Linked DNA regions of Mus musculus: region 2 is linked to region 1. The links are chromatin contacts, called in public HiChIP or PLAC-seq maps. All regions are on one chromosome and are shown on one strand. Each heading gives the region's core, a stretch centred on a gene start, on an enhancer-like site or on the middle of the called end of the contact. The rest is flanking DNA. Distances are from core to core; before and after follow the strand shown.

The links. HiChIP or PLAC-seq counts read pairs in DNA pulled down with a chosen protein or histone mark.
Region 2: a contact with region 1 is called in an H3K4me3 HiChIP or PLAC-seq map of fetal liver, with 2.5 times the contacts expected there. The contact joins two enhancer-like sites. A contact is called at or near these places in 1 of 484 Hi-C or Micro-C datasets (bone marrow-derived macrophages) and 6 of 115 datasets of contacts at active chromatin or transcription factors (bone marrow-derived macrophages, embryonic stem cells, fetal liver and 1 more).

The regions. Positions count from the first base shown.
Region 1 is chr4:130,518,033-130,522,300 of GRCm38.p6, forward strand. No RefSeq gene overlaps it. Among named protein-coding and RNA genes, the nearest start is that of Nkain1, 54 kb to the right of the region's middle. Within about 2 kb of position 2,344, at least 295 of the 459 cell types and tissues checked have an H3K27ac peak or open chromatin away from gene starts, as enhancers often do. A contact at or near this core is called in fetal liver, where this site is marked.
Region 2 is chr4:130,712,967-130,717,234 of GRCm38.p6, forward strand. The region is part of intron 3 of Pum1 (pumilio RNA-binding family member 1); the gene reads left to right. Among named protein-coding and RNA genes, the nearest start is that of Gm52489, 28 kb to the left of the region's middle. Within about 2 kb of position 2,280, at least 42 of the 459 cell types and tissues checked have an H3K27ac peak or open chromatin away from gene starts, as enhancers often do. A contact at or near this core is called in fetal liver, where this site is marked.

The DNA.
Region 1 (4,268 bases), core at 1,094-3,593:
ACTCTGTAGACCAGGCTGGCCTCGAACTCAGAAATCTGCCTGCCTCTGCCTCCCAAGTGCTGGGATTAAAGGTGTGTGCCATCACTGCCCAGATTTTTTTTTTTTCTGGTGATACACACTTTTTTTTGTTTTGTTTTGTTTTTTTCTGAGACAGGGTTTCTCTGTATAGTTCTGGCTGTCCTGGAACTCACTTTGTAGATCAGGCTGGCCTCGAACTCAGAAATCTGCCTGCCTTCCGAGTGCTGGGATTAAAGGCGTGCACCACCATGCCCGGCATGATACACACTTTTAATCCCAGCATTCTGGAGGTAGGCTCTATGAGTTTAAGACCACTTTGAACTACATGCATGGTGAGTTCCAGGACAGTGAGGGTTAGAAACTCTGTCTCAATGTAAATGAGCTAAATACCTAATAAAAAATGGAAAAAAAAAAAAGAAACTCTGTCTCAAAACATGTAAAAATAAAATAAAATAAAATAAAATAAAAATCACCTTCCCTATGGTGACAGTTATTGGAGGAGTAGCTGGGGATGGAGGTGCACAGTCACTGGAAAGGGACCCCAAAGCTCCATTTTATTTATGTGGATGGGTGTTTATGTGTGTGTACAACATACGCAGAGTGCCCAGAAGGCCAGAAGAGTATATCAGATCCCCTGGAACTAGAACTAAAGACAGTGGCATGAACCACCATGTGGGCAGCTGAGAATCAAACTGCAGTCCTCTGGAAGAGCAGCCAGTGCTCTTATCCACTGAACATCTCTCCAGCCCCCAGTAATTTATTTATTTACTCTAATTTGGGGGACATTTTTCCTGTTTTTTTTTTTTTTTTTTTTTTTTTCGAGACAGGGTTTCTCTGTATAGCCCTGGCTGTCCTGGAACTCACTTTGTAGACCAGGCTGGCCTCAAACTCAGAAATCCGCCTGCCTCTGCCTACCCAGTGCTGGGATTAAAGGCGTGCACCACCACGCCCGGCTTCCTGTATTTTTATAAGGGCACGAATTATAGGAAGTTTCACTTGTAAAAATTTATAAAACTCATGATATATTTTATACATGTACACTGAGATATCACTGCACCCCACAAACAGGCATGGACAATGCATTAATTAAACTTTAAAAACAGGAATAGGGGCTGGAGAGATGGCTCAGCCTAGTAAGAGCACTGACTGATCTTCCAGAGGTCCTGAGTTCAATTCCCAGCAACCACATGGTGGCTCACAAACATCTGTAATGGGATCTGATGCCCTCTTCTGGTGTGTCTGAAGACAGCTACAGTGTACTCACATGCATAAAATAAATTAAAAAAAAAAAAAGGAACACTTACTGCTCTTGCAGAAGACCAGGGTTTGATTTTCAGCATCCACATAGTAGTTCACAAGTGTCTGTAACTTATTTTAGGGAACCTGACACCGCTTCTGGCTTCCTCCCCACCCCTGATAGAGAATGCACAAAGTGAAGAAAAACGGGGCTAGGATGTACCTCAGTGATGGGAGTCCTTACCCCAATCCATAAATCCATAAGGTATGAACCCCAACACCTCAGACATTAGAAATAAAAATGAGAAACTAAGTTACAAAGTTCCCCGGGAGGGGAAAACTCACGGAATCGTGTTCTGAGCCTGTAACATGAGTACTGGGAACCGAACTAGGCTTCTTCGCCAGAGCAGCAAGTGCTTTTAATCGCAGAGCCTTTTTTTCCCATCCAATTATGGCTCGATTGTTAAAACAGTAATTGGAAAAATCCCTTAAGGGATTATTTCAGAAGCAAACCTGAAGGTAAGGGTGTGGCTGTGTCTGAGAAATCAAAGACAGGAGGTGAGACAAGGACCGGACATAAATTGGGCAGTGAGAGAAGAAAGAGGTGGACTGAGGGACATGGTGGGGGCGTGGGGCGGGAGTTCGCTTTTTCTATGGAGATCATGTGAAGGCAGGAGCCGGCAGCCAGCACACTGGGTACCCTTCCGATCCGTACCGGGACAGAATTCTCTGCTCCCACCTGCAGCAAGAAGCAGGTGGCCCAGGCCAGGGGTCACAAGGCGATCAGTTTCCTTGCTGCATAATCCGGACTCCACAGGTAGGAGGGCTGGGCATTCTAGTGAATGTTGTCGGGAACAAAGGAAGGCCTGGCCCAGCGCCCTCACACACCTCTTACACCGAGCATGCCCGGGCGTCCCGGAACCAGCGAGAACTGGACTTCAGACCCGCCAAGCTGAAAGAAATCCTCATTTCCCCGAAAAGGAGCCGCTCCCAGTGGGAACAAAGAAGAAGCGGGGTGGGGTCTAGGTGGGGCTGAGCCAGGAGGAGCTGGAGAAGCACAGGGGGCGGGTCTAGGAGGAGCCGGTCGTGGGCGGGTCCAAAAGGCGGAGCCTAGCGAGCTAGCGAGTGCATTGGATAGTGGGGGCAGGGGCCCGTCTAGGGGCGTGGCGATGAGCAACGGATGGGCGGGGCCTATCTAGGGGCGGAACCGAGGTAGATGAGGCAGGTTTGCTTCTTTTCTAGAAGAGGAGCTAGGGTGGGGCCCCAAGAGAGGTTGAGAGAGGTTTTTGGAAGGTGGTGTTCTGTCTCAGAAGGCAGAGATGGGCGGGAGTTTTAGACCTCTGCCCTAAGGAGGCATGGACTTGGAGGGAAGAAAATTGGCGGGATGGGCAAAACCAAGGCTGGGAGCGGCAAGGTCCTCTAAGTGGGGGAAGGGCGGGAGGGAAGACCGAGCAAGCAGATGGCCTGGAGGAGTCTGGTAGCAAGCTCCGCAGCAGCCCTGCTGCCCTGCAGGCCGCACTAGGGTCCTGGGTGCCATGTAGTGTGTTTTCTTTTTTAAGAGTTGCCGCGGTCATGGTGAATCTTCACAGCAATGAAACATTTAACAGGACACTTTGTGAAGCAACTGCTATGTATACTTCCCCTCCTATAGAAAGGAAAAGAAAGCCAGGCAAATGAGTCCTAGAGTATTCAAGGTCTCATGTAGAACTATATCCTTTAAAATCTATTTTATTATTTTTAATTTTTAAGTATGTCTCTATTTGTGGGCTATGTAAGTGAGTTGAAGTGTCCACAGAGGTCAGAATCATTGGGTCTTCTGGAGCTGGAGTTACAGGCAGCTCTAACAGTGATTTGCCTGATGTGGTTCTGGGTACCAAAATCGGATCCTCTGCAAGAGCAGCCAGTGTGCTCTCAACCCGGGAGCTATCTCTCCAGCCCCGAAACTGTGTACATATGAAAATATAACAGGATTTATCCTCCCAAGAACTTTACCACCCACATCATTATGCCTGGGTTTCTTTTCCTTTCTCTACGAGGGGAAATATACATAGCAGTTGCTTCACAAAGTGTCTTGGTTAAGGTTTCATTGCTGGGAAGATTTACCATGACCACGGAATGGCATCTCTCATAAAAGGAAACCTTTACTTGTGGCTGGCTTACAGCTTAGAGGTTTAGTCCATTATTGTCATGGTGAGAAGCATGGCAGTGTGCAGGCAGACATGCTGCTGGAGGAGCCAAGCAGCAGGAGACTGTGCCCCACTGGCATACACTGAGCCTATATGACCATCTCCACAGTGACACATGCATCCTCTAACAAGGCCATACCTCCTAAGGGTGCCACTCCCTATGGCTGAGTACTCAAACACATCAATATTCTGCAGTCTGTGAAGGTCATTCCTATTCAAACCACCCTACAGGGTCACTGCGGAAGACCGAAGGACATTAGCTTGGCACTCTGAGAGTACGTGGTAACTTTTTCCCCCTTTTCTCCGTAGCAGCCCCGGCTGTCCTGAAAATTGCTCTGTAGTTGAGGCTGGCCTCGTACTCACAGAGATCTGCCTGTCTCTGCCTCTTGCCTCCCGAGTGCTCCCCACTACCTGACTCTTGACTTCTGGCAGCAGTTCTTTTCACAGCTAGGTCCCAGGGCCACTGTGGGCCTGCTCTCCGTGAATAGCACATGAAGACAGACAAAGATGTATGTAGGGTATTACATAGGATGAAGATCCCAAGTCAACAGTACCTGGGCAGGTAGGAAACGCTGCTGGGTCTCAACTGAGTATGAAATGCAGCCAGCACTTAAGGCAGGACCAGCAGGGAATCAGAAACACAGGCCCAGGCCACAGAGACAGTTTGCAATGGAACAATTGCAAAGCTTGTTGGTTCTGGCTTTGGGGACTAATGTTCCTTCTCTCTGTCTCACAGCTATGTCTCTGAGGAGTTCATGTGGTGACATGGCCATATCAGCACAGCTTTGTACAGTCCAACCAGGATTTATCCAGGGCCTAAGATCCCCA
Region 2 (4,268 bases), core at 1,030-3,529, 190 kb after region 1:
TTGGTTGGCTAGTGATTTTTACTACAGTGGTCTGAATGGCACAGTGCTAGCTTTGCTGGGAGAGTACATGGGCTGCCTTGGATTGGGGGAATCCCACCCTCTGGCAGACTAGGAGTAGCTCTTCATTCTAAGCGGTATTGGGTTATTTCAGTTGTTGTTTATGACAGACTATTTGTAACGTGAGATAAGGAGACAGATGTAAAGCCACATGTGGCATTCAGAGAGTTAGACACATGAGAGGTTTTATGTGTTAAAGGTTCCTTAATAAGGAATATAAGATAATTGTGTGGGGTTCTTGGTTTTAAATAGTTGTTTCTGGTGTTTTTGGTTTTGAGACAAGGTCTTTACTAGTTTACATTTAGCCTGGAACGTAAAATGTACAATGAACTGGCTTGTAGTAAATTTGTGATAGTTCTCCTGCTCTCACTTGTAATTTCAGGAGATGTAGGCACACTCTATTGAGTATAACTTCTTGAAGAGTCTGTTTTGCTAGACTCAGGAAACAACAAAAGGTGTTCCCAAGTGTCAGATCACCTGTAGACCCTCGCTTGTCTTGCTCTCAGTGGTCACTGTGCTTGGTTACAGATGAAGTCAGTTTTGAGAAGCTACTTGCTATTAGCATTGGAGATGGGGAAGTTGCTGAGATGACGATTTCAGAATTTGTTCAAGTTGACTGTCATTGGTGTGGACCTGTTTGTGTAGCATGTGCTCTTTTCCAGGTGCATCCGGTTAGTACAGTCTGACCAAGTCGTAGTCCTTATCACTTTTTTTTTTTAAAGAATTGTCAGATCTTAATCCTTTATAGCTTAGTTTTCCTTTAAAGTGCATGTTGGAAAGCCGAGCTGTAATTTGTTGCCTTTTGGCTGTAATTTCAGCACCTGAAAACAGAAGCAGGAGGATTGCCTAGAGTTGTCAATCAGCTTGGGTTACTTAGTGAGTTCTCAGCAGGCCTGGCTTTACCTGCCTCACAAAGAAAAGAAAGTATGCTGGCTTGGAGTGCCCTGAGCCTCTGCATCACACACACACACCGGGGTGTGTGTGTGTGTGTGTGTGTGTGTGTGTGTGTGTGTGTGTGAGTGAGATCGATCTCAAATAAATTAAGGCTGGCTGTATTTAAATTTGTAGTGATTGAAGTTAGGGCTGGCTGAAGAGAAAGTTTGTCAACTGCATGTTTGTGGCAATCAATATTTTGGCTTGTGGGGATGCCATACCTCATGCTGTGGATAGAATTACCCCCAGAGGTGTATTTGCTGAGTTTAAATGTCTCTTGAATCTTTATCTTGTTTTGTAATAAAGTTGCTACCTAGCTCTGAAGGTAGATATCCTTACTTTTGTTGACTGACTATAAAGCTGAAAGTGTTAACACTGCTGTCCCTCAGCTTCAGGAAAGGCTACTTATTTTGAATGTGGAAGGGGTTTAAGCCAGTGTATGGGAGAACATGAAGTGGACAGAGCTAATTAACTACTTTTTCCTAAGTCAAAATCACAGTAATGGAAGTGGGATGAGAAGTACGGGTATTGTTGTTCTTGTTGCTTTGGTGTTTTGTCTTTTCAAGACAGGGTTTCTCTGTATAACCCTGCCTCTTGCCTTCCAATTGCTGAGATTAAAGGTGTGGACCACCACCCATGGGGACGTTCTTCTTAAAAGAAAACACAAGAGTTGAAAATACACACTTCCACATAGTCGTGATTGGATCCACTGTATAACAGATCCAGACAGCTCAGAAGGCCATTGTTATGTCTTACAACTTCATACGGTCTCGCATGAGCTTCATGCATGATTTCTACCAGTGCTGAGTGTATGCTCAACTTTATCTGAGAAGAGTCTTCTTTCAAATCCATGGGGTTGATATCAGGATTCAGGCCTTCAGGCTCTTAGAATGAAGACTTCAATTCCTAGTGCATTGTTGGGTAGAGATCTCTCTTGATACCTTGCCAGGTGGGCCACTTTCTAGTACAGTTCACAGCATAGCAGCTGTCTAAAGTGAGTGAGCCGGGCAGTGGTGGTAGTAGGGGCAAATAGAAGTAAGTAGTTTGTGGCACTGTAGATGTTGTGACCCCACAGCACCCCACCATCAAGATCCTCTTTACAGAACGCTGGGACTAGGTCATTGGAGTCATTGGAAAGCCCTGCTGCTTTCCACCATTGAGTACAAACAGTAGATTTTATAGTAAAGGGAGAAAGGCTAGGTTCTATGTGAACTCTGAGATATTAAAGAACTTAACTAAGCTTGCTTTTGACTTTGCCCAGATCCCTTGGTTCAGGGATTGCCTTCCTGTTTACTGAGCACCCAAGCAACTCACTCTTTGTACCCTGCCTGGCCCCAATCAGCATGCTGCACTCTGCTCTCCCACCTTGTTTTATCTCTTGGGAACTTGCCCAAATAGTGTCTGCTGTTCTCATTGATAACAGTTAGCTGACCTCCACCTCATCTGTATAAGGAGCTCTAGCACTGTGGGGGTTACCTCTAACATCTTAGTATTTGTTTTCTATTTTTAGTAGCAGGAGAACTGGGTGACTCTTGGTGAGCTAGGAACATATTTTTGATGTGTTTCTTTGAGGCTTGATGCATGTTACTAATAGAAAGTTGACTCTCCACCTTAACTTTCTTAATATTTGTTTCATTATTTATTTGTGTGCATATGTGTGTTTGTGGATGTGGGTGTGTGTGTGTGTGTGTGTGTGTGTGAGAGAGAGAGAGAGAGAGAGAGAGAGAGAGAGAGAGAGAGAGAAGGACAGCATGTGGACTTGGCTCTCTTCTAATATGTAGGTTTCAGGGATGAACTCAAGTAGTCAGGTTTGGAGGCAAGCACCTTTATAAGTGCCCTCTGAGACATCTACTGCTTCCCCTTTGAAGGTGTGTCTTGCTGCTGCTCTCATCTGCTTGCCTGCACTTGCTACTTTGCATGTTATGACAACCTAATAGACTGTAGTAAACAATGTCAGAATCCCACAAGTCCCCTTTACCCCCTTGAGCTCAAAGATTGCTACTTTTAGTTACCAACTTGATAAATTATAGCAAGACTGTTTATATGTTGAATCTGGTACTTGTCTAGGCTATTCTTGAATTATGTGAAGAAGGATAAAGGTTGGGGAAAAAAACCACAACAGCATAGGACTGGTTTTAATTACTTTTGCTCTTTACACCATTTCACAGAGCATAAAATTAACCAGTAAGAGATGTGGACTCTTGTACTAATATTGTTGCTCCTTTTAGTATGCATAGAGGGTTCTAAATTGGGAGTACTATTTGGTCTCACCCTCTTCAAAATAAGAATGAGAATGTTGTTATTTAAAAGTAGAATGTTGGGAGAGAGCTAGTGAGTAAGGAAGTTTTATGGAGTCTTTGGATAGGTGGTTTACAAGATGAAAAGGGGAAAAAAGTGGAAACAGAAGTTCTTTTTAGTTTATTTTATGTGTATTGGTATTTTGTCTGCATATGGGATTGTAGTCACAGACAGCTGTGAGCTGCCATGTGGGAATAGGAGTTTGTTTATGTGTGTGAGTGATTTGCCCACATGTGTGTCTGCAGCTTGGCACCTGAGGAGGTCAGAGGAGAACACTGGATCTCCCAGGACTGGAGTTATAGACACTTATAAAAGGCCAAGTGGTTTCTGGGAATCAAACCCAGGTCCTCTGGGAGCTCACCTAGTGATTGTAACAGCTGAGCCATTTTTCTAGCACCCAGAAGTTTTTTTTTTTTTTGTTTGTTTTTTTTTTTGTTTGTTTAATTGACCCTTGTATATTCTCGGTATCTCTTCTGGAATTTGACTATGATTTTGCTAATGTCCGATGCCGCTGAATACATTTCCAAGAAGCTGTTTGGTGGATATTGATGCTTCTGAGGGGAATTGCCACTGAAAAACAAGTTTGGCATCAGAAGAAAGAGGAGACGACCAAGGACAGTTTAATAGTAGTTCCCAGGGCAAATCAGAATTATCTAGTCCCGGGATTTCTGTCTCTTTGCTCAGCTTTATTCGGTCAACCTGTTTCTCCCTCTCTTTTTACCTCCTCTTCCCAACCCACTCCAGTTAATAGACCCCAGAACATTAAGGGACACTTGGTTGATGCTTTGATTTAATTGCCTGTCCTCGAGGCAGCTTAGCACTTGCATAACTCAATGTCAGACCAAAAAGTCTTTTTGTTGGGATCTATTTGAAAAAGGTAGCAACCATCTTGGGTTTGTGTAGGAACCTATGCTGTGGAATAGTTTGGGACTTTTTGAGGATATGGTAACACTAGGCTGAGATGGCAGTAGTGAGGCTGG